Regions from separate parts of the Mus musculus genome. Here regions 1 and 3 are each linked to region 2. Evidence: chromatin contacts called from public ChIA-PET and Hi-C data. All regions are on one chromosome and are shown on one strand. The core of a region is the stretch at or near the end of the contact, and the rest is flanking DNA. Distances in the headings are between cores, read along the strand shown.

What was found. Hi-C and Micro-C count contacts between places; a contact is called where the count stands out from the background. ChIA-PET counts read pairs in DNA pulled down with a chosen protein or histone mark.
Region 1: a contact with region 2 is called in a Hi-C map of regulatory T cells, with 3 times the contacts expected there. The contact joins two enhancer-like sites. A contact is called at or near these places in 15 of 484 Hi-C or Micro-C datasets (B cells, the C10 cell line, CD4 T cells and 8 more) and 5 of 115 datasets of contacts at active chromatin or transcription factors (memory CD8 T cells, regulatory T cells, regulatory T cell precursor and 1 more).
Region 3: an RNA polymerase II ChIA-PET map of memory CD8 T cells shows a contact between it and region 2, with 87 read pairs. The contact joins two enhancer-like sites. A contact is called at or near these places in 1 of 39 promoter capture datasets (liver), 3 of 484 Hi-C or Micro-C datasets (CD4 T cells, granulocyte-monocyte progenitors and group 2 innate lymphoid cells) and 7 of 115 datasets of contacts at active chromatin or transcription factors (Th17 cells, VIP interneurons, astrocytes and 4 more).

The regions. Positions count from the first base shown.
Region 1 is chr9:115,479,489-115,484,032 of GRCm38.p6, reverse strand. The region is part of intron 2 of Gm39447 (a long non-coding RNA gene); the gene reads right to left. Among named protein-coding and RNA genes, the nearest start is that of Gm39447, 31 kb to the right of the region's middle. Within about 2 kb of position 2,657, at least 9 of the 459 cell types and tissues checked have an H3K27ac peak or open chromatin away from gene starts, as enhancers often do. A contact at or near this core is called in CD8 T cells, regulatory T cells, regulatory T cell precursor and 1 more, where this site is marked.
Region 2 is chr9:115,608,746-115,613,417 of GRCm38.p6, reverse strand. No RefSeq gene overlaps it. Among named protein-coding and RNA genes, the nearest start is that of Gm39448, 48 kb to the left of the region's middle. Within about 2 kb of position 1,672, at least 75 of the 459 cell types and tissues checked have an H3K27ac peak or open chromatin away from gene starts, as enhancers often do. A contact at or near this core is called in CD8 T cells, group 2 innate lymphoid cells, memory CD8 T cells and 3 more, where this site is marked.
Region 3 is chr9:115,388,753-115,392,821 of GRCm38.p6, reverse strand. No RefSeq gene overlaps it. Among named protein-coding and RNA genes, the nearest start is that of Mir467h, 9.0 kb to the right of the region's middle. Within about 2 kb of position 1,786, at least 87 of the 459 cell types and tissues checked have an H3K27ac peak or open chromatin away from gene starts, as enhancers often do. A contact at or near this core is called in group 2 innate lymphoid cells, memory CD8 T cells and regulatory T cells, where this site is marked.

The DNA.
Region 1 (4,544 bases), core at 1,408-3,907, 130 kb after region 2:
AGAGAGAGAGAGAGAGAGAGAGAGAGAGAGATCCAAATCCTGGCTGAGGAGTCTGACTTAAGAGCTGCTAACCCACATGGGAAATACCCCTGTTATCAACAGCAAACACAGTCTTAAGCTCTGCAGAGCAACAAGAAGCAGGAAGAAACTCATATTTAGAATAATTTTATCATACGTTCAATTTTTCCTTGTGGTCTGCTCTAGAAACTTTCAGTGTGTTCTGTACAACAAATTTTTCATTTTTGAACCAATTTCCCAGCCTATCTCATCTCTCCCATGGGTGTGTGATCTAAGTTTAGGCTGGAGAGTTGGCTCAGTGGTTAGGCACACACTGCTCTCCCAGAGGACCAGACTTCAGCTCCCAGCACCCACACTGGGGCACTCACAACTGTCTGTAGGTCCAGCTTCCATGGGATCTGATGTCCTTTTCTGGTCTCTGATAGAGACCAAACCCTACCTTTGGTTAGGTGCCCCAAACTATCTCTCTCTCTCTCTCTCTCTCTCTCTCTCTCTCTCTCTCACATACACACACACACTTTAAAAAATAAAATAAACTTAAAAAGGAAAGGACATAAGACACATCCTGCTCTTAAATATTCAAAACACCCTTTCTCTTGCAACATCAAACACTGTGCCTTTATATAGTGCACTGGGACCACTGGGGACAATGTAAGTATAGAAGAAAAAAAAAGGCTTTGAAATCTATAAGGACATTACTCTAAATCCCTTCATCTAGACCAAAAGTCCCCTCCTCGCTAGATTTACTTTCTCATTTCAAGCCCTGCCATGCTGCCCAATATAGATCACAGGAAGTTATAAGATCAAATGACAATATAGTACAGCTTCATAATAAAAGGTCAGAAGCCAAGGCTCTATCCGCAGCCATGGCCTGGGTTCTCATCCTCGGAAATGAAAATAGATCCTCCCCGACATCAAAGTCGTCCAATGAACCCAAAGTCTTCCCAGACTACTGCTTTAAAGACCACCGTCCCCAGCAGGGTCGAGGAGATGGCTCAGTGGTTATATTGCCCACAAGCCTGAGGAGCTGACGTCTGAGTCCCAGAACCCATGCCGAGTGGGCATGCCATCCTCCTATAATTTCAGCCTCCGGAGGCACGAGGGCATCCCCAGGGCAAGATGGCGAGGGAGACTGGCCACATCAGAGAGCTCTGACTGCAATAGAGACCAGACCCTGCTTTGATGAATAAGATAAAGAAGGATGAGTCTGACATCAACCATGTAAACACACGTACACACACACACACATTTACACATGTACCCTCCCCACATACACATACATAAACACACATAAATAAAAACAGAAGAAAAAAAAGAAGCCCAAGCATTCAGAGCCAGGTGTGATGGCTTCCCAGAACTGAGAGCCATCATGGCTCCCAACTGTACTCTCGGGAAAGTTGAAGCAGGAGGATCAGGAATTCAAGATCACCGTCAGTTTACAAAACAGTTACCAGATGTACAAAGCAGTTGTTTTCCTATGTTAAGCTTATTTATTATGTGCATCATGGCTTTATTTATAATAAGATGGAAGCTTCACAAGGGTGAGAATTATGTTTCCTTTAGCACTGCGCATCCCACACCTCGAGCGGTGCCCAGCGTATGAGAGAAGTTCATTAAGGTCTTTGTGGAATGAATAATCAGTTAGGAGAAAAGTCCACAGTCAGACATCGGGCTCAAATCCAATGCCTCCATGTCTGGCTTTGAGACCTTAGTTAGACAGTTAGGTTTAGACTTTGTCAGCTTCAAATTCTTTTCTACACCATGATGGTGATTATCATGAGCACATGCTGTGCTGTGGGAATTAGGGTCACTCACCCACAGGAAGTGGTTGCTGCTCGGTGCACAGAGTATGACTCTGTCTCAACCATCACTGTCCACCTCTACACTGGACAGATCCTCCTAAATGTTCCACAAAGCACTCCAGATCCCCGTCCCTAACCACCTCCCCACTCCCCAGAGTTTCAAAGGAAGGAATCACCCACGAGCACATAAAAGATGGATGTCTCGTCTTCAAAGTGGTCTCAGCCAACCACCTTTCCTCTGCTCAATTGGCCAACTCTATCTTATGCATTCTGTTAGATGGAACTGCCTGGGAATGCCATCTCTTCCTAATGGCTTCTGTCATACTGAATAGATGTTAACTCCCTGGACTGCTCCCTTTGCTGGAGGGCAAGCAGCTTCAACCTTAGCTTGCCCTGATTCTCTGTATGCAAAATAGTATGCAGTCTACCCTTAGTCACTGAAAACTACCTGCTCAGAAAATAACGTTGAAAAGTAACGGCTCCAGCCTGGTGCGGTGGCGCACATCTGGTGACACACATCTGTAATCTTAGCACTTGGCAGATGGAGGCAGGAAGATCAGAAATTCAAGGCAAGCCTCTGCTACATAGCAAGTTAGAGGCCAACCTGGGCTATGTGAGACCTTGTCTCAAAACAAAACATCACAAAGATAAACTAAAATTTCTCTAGCACATGCTACAAGAAAGCCAGCCCAACCCCCAGCCTTATTCTCTTATCCCTATTGTCTCTATTGTTGATGCTGTAAAAGCCATAGGGTGCATTCCCCAGCCTCTCCACGGATGGGGGCAGGCACGTGCTGGCATAGTCATGTCTGAAGGCATCTTTGAGAGCTGCTTGTGTACAGCTCCTTTTATCTCTCCTTCTTCCTGCCTATGACACATAAGAGGCCAAGATGCAGCGGCTGTTAGGAGACCATGACAGGCGTACTGAGGATGGAGCCAGCATGCTAAGGATGGCATGGTGGTTTGTTTCCAGTAGGACCACGTGGGAACCATGAGACCATATTTGTTTAAGCCAGTATTAACTGGCCCTGCTGGTTTTGTAACCAAACAGATTCTGGTTCCAGCAGGAGCAACTGTTTCCTAACCCTTCCTACTTGACGCTCTTGGCTTTGTCACTGCCCTGGGCTTCCATCTGTCAATTAGACGGTACACACTTGCCACTGACGTGGAACAGAAAAGCCATGTACACTTCGAGAATCTACTCCTGTTGGCACTCTTAAGGATGCTTGCACCCAACAGGTACCTTGCAGTAGACCTTGGTTTTGGCTGGCTATGCCCACCGAGTCTGGGAGGACAGAGATGACTGCTGGTCCTCAACTGTCTTTCTCCTTTTCACTTAGTCTAGAACCACAGCCCCACGGGTGGTGCTGTCCACATTCAGTCTGTCTTCTCCCTTCAGTCACTCCTCTCTGGAAACACCCGAGCAGGCACACTCAACTCAAAGGGGCGCCATTCACGCCCTGGGTACTTCTTAATTCTACCAAGATGACCAAAGCCAACGGTTCCTCGGGTTCTAAATGCTGAAGCTCATGGCAATCTTGCCAGGAAGTAGTACGACTTGGCTGAAGACTTACTTGCCCAAAGAAATATTTAGACGTGTATGCAATCAAAGAGGAGAATATCAACAATAAAGGATGAAATAGATCTAAAACCTTGAAGAGCCCAGTACCTAGCCTCAAGGTGAGGTCACTCAGTGAGATCATCTGTGGCCAGCCAGAGCTGTGCTAACCTGGACAGCCTTGCTCTGCAGCCCTCTCAGTCCTGCCTCCCTCAGCAGCTCAAAGCACTTCCAGAAGACTAGACCTTCCCTTCAGTGGTCCCGTGTACCCCAATTGTAGCCTCTGCTTATGGAATTCTAACCTAAGATCATCACTAAGAGCACCTTTTGCTAGTACCAGGGAGATGGCCCCATTGGTAAAGTCCTTGCTGCAGAAGCCTAAGGATCTAAGTGTGATCCCCAGAGCCCACAGAGAGAGCTCTTTTGTGATCACAGAACTGAGGAAGAGGAGAAAGAGGAGGAGGAGGAGGAGGAGGAGGAGGAGGAGGAGGAGGAGGAGGAGGAGGAGGAGGAGGAGGAGGAGGGAGAAACAGAAACTGCCAGGGCTCTCTGGCCAGCCAGACCAGAACTGATAAGTCCTAGGTACTAGTGGGAGAACCTGTCTCAAAAAACAAGATAGATGTTTCCAGGCCTGACCTCTGGACTCCACATGTATACATACATACACATATCCCTGAACACACATGTATACATGCATGCACACACATGTGTGTGCTCTCTCTCTCTCTCTCTCTCTCTCTCTCTCTCTCTCTCTCTCTCTCACACACACACACACACACAGAGGAGAGAGAGAGAGAGAGAGAGAGAGAGAGAGAGAGAGAGAGAGAGAGAGAGAGAGAGAGAGAGAGAACACCTTTCCTAAAAGAGCAAATATGCCCATGCCAGCAACCCAGTCTGGCCTCTTAAGGTGGCTCTAATACTCACACACTCCCACTGGCGATGCCCTTGTGCCCCGGCATCCCATGGCTACGTGTCAATTAGAAGGCCCTGTGGTCTGGTGGCAGCAACGGAAAAACCTCGAGGGCAGGAATTGATTAATTTCTCACACCATCAGAGTTTAAGTCATCAGGGGCCTCAGAACACAGCTCAGGGACTTCGAGATTAGATTCCATTTGCTGAGCCAATGCAGGAAGAAAATACTTCCTAGCCTGCTGTGTGCGAAAAGG
Region 2 (4,672 bases), core at 423-2,922:
TTGCACCTTCAAGTCACCACCCACTCCCGCTTGGATGCTGGTCTCTCAGACGGTGCTGTCCTATAGTCTTCCTGGCCGACTAAATCTGATTCACACCTATCTTAGTAGGGCCCATGGGCTAAAATAACTTGTGGACATTTATTTCTTTTTGTCTTTGTTCATTAAATACCATCCAATAAATTCTTCTATTTTGGCCGCTGGCCAAGGAAGCCTAAGTGTTTAGATATAAACACTTTTCCTATGGCCCTTTTATAGGGGAGACCTACTAACCTCTGTCACGGCATATCAGACAGGCCTGACCAGGAAACCTGCAGCTATCTAGGCCACTGTAAGGGCGTGGGGGTGGGGAGCTCGTTATCAAGATTGGTTACCTCAGAGTCGTTAGAGTATAGGAGGTTAACAGAACACAGCAAAGAACATAGAGAAGAAGCAGGAGGCAGGACGTGGCCACTACCTGCCCTGGAGGGAGAGGGAATATGGTGTAACTGGCTAATTAAGAAAGGGGAGTGAAGGTTCTTACTCTCTTGACCATAATTTCACACTGGTACTTCTGGCTGAAGTCAACCAGAAAGCTGTTGACCAGGGATGCTAGAGAATGCAGCTTCCTGCAACACAGAGAAACAAAGAAAAGGGCGTGGCCTATCTGTGTTTAGAGCAGATGCAGATGGGCAGATATGGAGATCACCAAAGCCTGCCTTTCAGTTTGAGGAAAGTGTCCACTGTGAGAATCAGTACTATTACCCATATGTGTGCTACTGTGAGCTTCTGCCCTGCCCTTGGGTCCATTTTGGATTGTCTAGGCTAAACATGTGTAAGGAAACAGTCAGATGGATTTCCTTGATGCCGTGACAAAGGCAACTAAAGAAATGAAGGGTTTATTCTGCCCCTGGTCTGAGGTGAGTGAGCTATAGAGCCAGGAGTGTGAGGCAGTGTGTCATATTGTATTGAATCGGAAGCACAGAGATGGGGACACCAGTGCTCAGCTCAGTTTTTCCTTTTAATTCAGTTCAGGGTGCCACTGTATGACATAGTGCCACCCACAGTTAAGAGTAGGCATTTATGCCTCAACTAATCCAATCCAGAAACCCCCTCATAGATAAGATGGAGGATGTCCCATGGTGATCCTAACTCCCACCCTGTTGGCAATGAGGATTAAGAACAGCGCTGCATTAAACTGGCTTAGACCAGAAGTTTTGAGTAAGGACTGAAATGAGATGACACTTGTGACTAATTAAGAAAGGCGAACACATGAGGTAGACCCAGAAAGTTCTACAAGCTCCTTCTCTCCAATGACATCCCCCATGCTGCTTACCACACAGGCCAGAAACATGGCGAGACTATGAGTTTGCTGGGCAAACTCCCATGATGCTTTGGGTCCACGAGGACATTTTTCCTAGAGGTGGGTAAATTGTTAGAAGAATTGCATCTGCCTGCTTCATACAGAGTTTTCTTCCACACCTGTCTGCTGTGCCAACCTCTAAAACCACAAGCGTGACAGCTTAGTTTAAAGAGCTTCCTCTTTTAAATGCCAGCCAATGAAGTCAATGGCGGATGTAATAACATAAAGAACAAAGCCACTATGGAAAACTTTTTGTCCCCTTGAATGTCACATGCTGGCATAAAAAGGTGCAGAGACTGACACGGGCTACTCCCTCAAGACAGCATCCAAACACAGCCTCAAGGACTGGCTGCTTAGAGATTGACCACATCCAGATTCTGCCCAGGTAAACACTGACTCCCAAGCATAAAAGGCTCTCGGAGCCTCTTTGAAGCTTTCTAGGGGCCAGTGTACCTTCTGCCTTCAACCACCTCCTGAATAGGTGTGCCTCTGCCTCTCCTCTTCTTGTAACTTGCCAGGGTTTGGCCGTGACATGGATGAATAAGGCAGTAAATGTGGGATTTGGTCTCACAGCCCAGCCTCCCTCATATTCTGCTCCTCACAGTCTTGTTTCTGTATGAAAGTTGTCAGTTCAGAGAGAGCGAGAACAAGAGGAAGAGGCTCTTCCTACCAAGATGATGTCTTCCTTCCCAGGACAGTCTGTCACAGAGTCCCTAAGGGAATGTTGGGCTAGAGGTTAGCTTCTAAGCAGAATGGTTGATACTAACCTAGAATAACTCCAATGATTGACACAGTTTTAAAAAAAGTATCACCTTTGAATGTACTTAACATTTTGCTTTTAATTGACTTGCATTTTTATTTAAATCCATTTAAGAGAAATCTTATATATATATAACAAATGCAAAATTAATATAATGTTCTAGAACTAGAAGGTAACCAGGAAAACAAAATAAGGTTATCCTGAGCCTCAGAAAGCCGAGAATCAGGGGGTGGGGGTTGGTTGCAAATAGGGAGAGGGCTGGTAAAGATTTACTGTTGCCTGGGTGATGATATTGCTCAACAGGTAAAAGTGCTTGCCTCCAAGTCTGACGACCTATTGTAGCTTGTGGTCTTTTTTTTTTTTTTTTTTGTAGCTTGTGGTCTTATCTACCCCGCTTTATGCTCCTGGGCAGGCTGCACTTCCAGCCACCCACCCAGGGAAACTTTGGATACTCGGATAAAAGACAACACATATTAGCTTATTTTTAATGTGCCTTGCTAGCTCAATGGTTGGACACTTGTTAGCCTCTTGCCTTGTACCTCAGGCCTAATCAAGGAAGCGGCCAGTGGCCACTTATCTGAGATATGACACGGTTGGTTGGCTTTCTCTCCTGAAGCTCCAACATCCCTTCTGTCTCCCTCTTGAACATGGAAAATCTCCCTCTGCTCCCTCCTCTCTCCTAGCCTTTCTGCCCAGCCATTGGCTACTGACTCTTTATTGACTGATCAAAAACCAATTGGGGACAAGGACCTTTAGTGTATAGGCACACAGATCCCCGATTAAGTCAAAGCATCCCAACATCAACCTACAACCTTTGTTCCATCCCCAGCACCCACATGGCAGAAGGGGAAGACATAAGCCCCGCAACCTATCCTCTGACCTCCATATGCTCACCATGATAGGCACCCACATGCATGTGCTCACATGTGTGCACACTTACAACTGAAGACATGTAATAGAAAGGAAATGCTGGTACGAAAATAAAATGGTTTCTCGTAAACACCTGGAAGGATTGAAGGACCAGACTGGGGAGCGGCTGGTAGAGTCTGTGTCCTGTTGCCGTTTCTGATCTCATTGTTGTAACCACAGGAAAAATCTGCTTTGGCTCACAGGAGAGAGCACGTTCCATCACAGCAACAAAGGCACCGAGGACTTCAGGATGGGGGAAGCATGCAGCAGACACTGCAGGCATCTTAAAAGGTCAAGAAATAATGCAGACAGGAAGTGGAACCAGTCTGTAAAACCTCAAGGCCCACCTCCAGAGACACACTTCCTCCACGGAGGCTTCCATTCCTAAACACTCTACAACCTTGAAACAGCAATACCAACTAGGAACCACCAAATATTCAAATGCACCCATGAGCCTGTGGGAGACATTTCTTATTCAAAAGACAAGAAGTGACTATGCCAATTCTGTCTGGGGGCAGACAAACCAGGACTAGTAGACTTTGAGATCTGTGCAAGCTAAGTGAAGCCAGGGACCAGGAAGACAGGCCAAAGACAAAAGCCATGTTATCAACATGCTAAATGAGAGTGTGGGAAGGGTGTCATGTTGTCTACTTCAATTTTGTTACTGTGATGAATATCCTTGTCAAAAGCAACTTACAGGAGGAAAGGAATTATTATACCTTACAATTCCATAGTGTGGTCCATCACTGCGGGAAAGTCACGGAGACAGGAACTCAAAGTAGCTAGCTACATGCACAGTCAAAAATAAAGAGAAACAAAACCCAAGCATGCCTAGTCCTCAGCTTGCTCTCTCTACTCTTCCCCAATCCATGACACGACACGAGAGTTCTAGGTTGTGTCAAACATACTATTAGAGATAACCATCATACATGCATTTGAGATACTAAGACCAGTCAAATGGAAGGTAAGAGAAGAGTTGTCTCTAGAAAATTAATTAGAGGGAATTCAATAAAATAAATATGCAGAACAGGAAGTGGTTATGGTCATCTGTGGGAGTAGTAGGCCTCTGGTCACCACATGAAGCTTTGAAGGGAATTCTACATTGTAGTGGGGGAGGAGGATTAGATGTACGTTAGCCATGTTCTTTGCCCATAATTCCATTGGATTCAGGGATAAAGTCATCCTGTAGATCTCAGCTTTCCAGAGTTGCCAGTCAGTCCCAAGTTGCTAGACAGTATCTCTACCCAACACCTACGGCCCCACCTGGCAGACTCTATCTCTGGTTTCTGTTTCCTCTTGCTGCTAAACTCTCAGCTTCTCAGATGACCAGCTGGAAGGGGTGCAGGTTCTAGAAAGAAGAGGCATGTGTATCTCCATGCCAGTGGGGAAGCAGGCCAGAGTGAGCATCCTCCATCCTGCACACCCAGAAACTTACAACTAGTATAGCTCAACCTGGTATGCCCTTCCACGGGGGACCTCATTCTCTTCTGGTACTTCTGGGCCTAGCCAATAAGGCTGTCCTGGCCCGCATCCAGACTCTAAATCTAACCTTTGGGGACTGCCCCATGGGCTGACAATCCTACCTCTGGAAACCCTGAGGTACCTCGTGGAAAGTACACCCAACATTCACCAAAACCGGAGGAGGCAGGGTTTCTCCTCTCCCT
Region 3 (4,069 bases), core at 537-3,036, 220 kb after region 2:
GCTGTGATAAAGTGCTGACCAAAACCCACTTGGGCATGAGAAGGATTATTTTGCTTTATGCTTTCAGGTCCCAGTTCATCACTGAGGAAGTCAGGCAGGAACCTGGAGGCAGGAGCTGACGCAGAAGCCATGGAGGACTGCTGTGCATTGGTTTGTTCTTATGGTTTCCTCAGTCTGCTGTTTTATAAAACCCAGAGATGTCTATTCCCTGTACACTGGGTCTTCCCACATCAATCATTAACTAAGAAATGCTCTATAGTTTTGCCTACAGTGAGGGCGTTTTCTTCGTTGATGTTTCATTCTTCTGGATAGCTTGTGTCAATTTGATTGTGTGTGTGTGTGTGTGTGTGTGTGTGTGTGTGTGTGTGTGTGTGTGTGTGTGTCCCATGCAGGGGTGTTGGCATTGGTAGTTTTGGGGAACAGTAGATGATGGATTCATGTTTTCAAGTGTCCACATTTACGGCAATGTTAAAACAGCAATGCAAAGAAATACAGTGGGGTTTGGGAGCCAGGGAGACAGCTCAGTGGGTAAAGTGCTTGCTGCTGCATTAGCATGAGCACCTGAGTTCAGATCCCTGGCACCCACAGAGAAGCTGAGGAGGGGGGCGTGGCTGCGAGCTCCTTGTCAGGGAGCTGTTGGGAGACAGGGGGATGCCAGTGGTTCACTAGCTGGCTGCAGTAGTAACTATCTCAGAGATATTTTCTATGTAGAGGAAGACTTTCCGATATCACCCTCTGGCTTCCACATGTGCACACATAGGCACATGGACACACAGAGAAGGAAAGAAGAGTAATAAAGTAGGGTGTTCAATCATCTTGCTTACAACAGAGCTTGAAATCCCCTGAACAAGCATCAGCCTGGGGAGAAGCCCAAGCACGACACAGCTTACACAGAGCCTGGGACCACCTTCCCCTGTTTCTTCAAAGCAGATGGGATTAACCAACTGTGTCTTTGCCTCTTAAGCAACAAATACCCAGGTCTCTGGGGCTGTCCCAGGAGATCGCAGCGTTTTGCAACCAAGCAGGAATAAACCCACAAGGTCTGCACCTTGCCAGCTCCGACCTGCTTGCCTTGGAAATTGTCACTCCTGCACCTGGAACGTCGTCCATTTCCATGAGCCCCAGAGCAGCGCAGATCTATCAGTGTCCTCACGGAGGGAAAGGAAGGAGAGGCCCTTTAATTTCTTCCTTGCTGTGAAGTGCAATAAATAACACCAAGCCCTGGAAGGGGATTTCCCAGATGCCCTTGAAATGATTCTCTGTAGTCCAGAGAAAGTTCTTTTCCAAGCCCCCTTCATTGTCCCTCTGGCTCTGAGCTTTCCCCTGTGCACCTACCCCACTACATCTATCTTATCTTCCACTGACTCTGAAGTCTTGGGAGTCTTTTGATTTTTACCATCAGAAGCGAATAGAAGGCTGGGCATGAAGTGGCAGGCAGTTTCCTCTCAGCTGGTGTCCTTGTCCTCTACCACCAGCCTGAAAACTACATTTCTGACTTGCCTTCTGCCTGGCCTTGCTGACCCGTGGCTGCTCTCCCAAGACTTGTGAAGGTGGGAGGAGTGGGAGGAGGGAAGCAGGCCTTTCTCTGTAGATTCGGTCTGTCTCGAGATCTCTGTAACCTCTGTCAGTGATGGCGGAGGCAGAGGCAGCAAGAGCCGGGCCAAGTGGAGGCTGCTGCTGGCCCTCTGCCAATCTGCCAGCCTGGCTTGGGCTCCAGTTACACACCATGAACCTTGAAGAGCGCCCCTGCCTCTGTGTTTTCTCCCACATGAAGGTGGTGGCAGCTTCTGCGGTTACGAATGCCAGGAAATCTGATATTAGTTTCCTTTCCTCCAGTCCCACCACCACCAGACGCAGCTGCCCCTCAGCAAGCCGGGAGCAGCTTCTGTTTTCCCACTAGACGCGGGCTGTAGAGAGTGCATCTTTCTCCTGCATTAGTCAGGGACAAAGGGCAAGTGAAACTCTTGTCCTGCTTCTGCTTCAGGCTCTTAGCAATGAAGTTTTCACTAAGCTCAAAAAATAAAATCAAAGTAGGGTCCTGCCCAGATAAGAAAGTGTCTGGAGACATTTGTCTCGTGACAAATGAGGTTAGGAGCCCATTTTTTCTTAGAGGCTGCTGTCCATGAGTTGCTTTCTACAGATCCACTGCAGACAGTGGGATCTGTGGCACAGTCAGGAACTTCACATCTGGAAATTCTTCTAAGGAGGCTGTTGGGTAAGCTTGCAAATGTAGCTCAATGGGTAGAGTGCTTGCCTAGCATGTGCAAAGTCCTGGCTTTAAACACCAGCACCTCATGAACCCACTGTGGGTGTACACACATAGAATCCCATCCCCCCGACAGTGAGGCAGAGGATTAGGTACTCCAGGACATCTGTGGCCACATCGTAAGTTCAAGGACAACCTTGGAAAATAAGACCTGGCCTCAAAAAAAAAAAAAAAAAAGGAAAGAAAAGAGAGAGGGAAGGAGGAGAGAGGGAGGGAAGGAGGGAGAGAGCAAGAGTGGAAGGAAGGAAGGAAGGAAGGAAGAAAGGAAGGAAGGAAGGAAGGAAGGAAGGAAGGAAGGAAGGAAGGAAGGAAGGATGGATGAAGGAGAAGGGTAGGAAGAGGAGAAGAGGAAGAAGAAAGAACCAACAGACTAATAAAAAATAAGATGAAGAGCAATTGAGACAACTGGACTTGACCTCTGGCCTGCATGCTCAGGTTTACACGTGTGCACTTACACCTGTGTACATGCACACAAACAGATAGATATACATGCATACTATAGTGGTTTCACCGAGAATGGCTCCCCACAGGTTCATATATTTGAATACTTGGTCCATAGTTTTAGGAACTGTTTGGAAAAGAGGCACAGTATTGGTAGAAGAGGTGTGACACTGGGTATCATTCCCAGTTAGTTCTCTCCCTCCCCTTCTCTCTCCCCATCCCCCTCTCTGTCTCTCTGCCTCTCTCTGTCTCTCTCCGTTTCTCTCTTTCTCTGTCTCTCTCTGTCTTTCTCTCTGTCTCTCTCTGTCTCTTGCTCTGTCTCTCTGGCTCTGTCTTCCTCTCTGTCTCTCTCTCTGTCTTTCTCTCTGTCTCTTGTTCTGTTTCTGTCTTTCTCTGTCTCTGTCTCTCTCTGTCTCTGTCTCTCTCTCTCTCTCTCTCTCTCTCTCTCTCTTTCTCTCTCTCTCTCTCTGACGTATGCCTTGTGCTTGTGGATGTGATGTAAGCTCTAAGCTACTGCTCCAACACCATGCCTGCCTGCTGCCATGTGCCCCCCCCCACATGGTGAGCTCTACCATTCTCGAACCATGAGCCCTCAAATGTTGTCACTCCTGAGTTGGCCATGACACTTTGTCATAGCAATAAAAAAGTCACACACACAAATGCAACAAAGAGAAAACAGTTGTGTCAGGACTACCTTCAACACATGGAGCCTGTGCTGAGTCTGGGTAGTGGTAGAACTGACTGCCACCACCAGGTGTTTTAATAACCAGCTCTCCAGGGAGGAGGGTATGGTGATTTCAATGAGAAACGCCAACCACAGTCTTGGACCTTGGACACTGGGTCCCCAGGTGGCAATGCTCTTTGGAGAGATTTAGGCGGGGCAGCCTTGCTGGAAGAAATGTGCCACTGGGATGAGCTATCATAGTCTAAGGTCTCACAGCATTTCATGCTTAGTGCTTTTAATAAAGGGGTAAGCTTCCAGGGCCCTGTTCTTGCTGCCACACCCAGTTTCCCCACTATGGTGGACTCCTATCTGTCCCTCTGGAACCATGGTCTCAAATACATCCTCCATTCTGGAGGTGGCTTTGGTCATGGTTTTCTTTTCTTTTCTTCTCTCTTCTTTATCATGGAAACAAAAAGTTTACTAATACAGAGGGTGAAGCCCCAGTCCTTGCTATTGACAGCGCTCCATGAGGTAAACGCTCCTGCTGTGGCCAAGCCAGCATTGCTCTTGAGCCTAAGAGGAGACATAGATCAAGTCCCTCCGCGTTTGTACAAGCTGGCCCCAGCTTCTATGGCTTTCCTTCTAAACAGACAGTCCGACTTCTCCAACTCCGTGCAGCAGATACGCGGGCGCGTTCT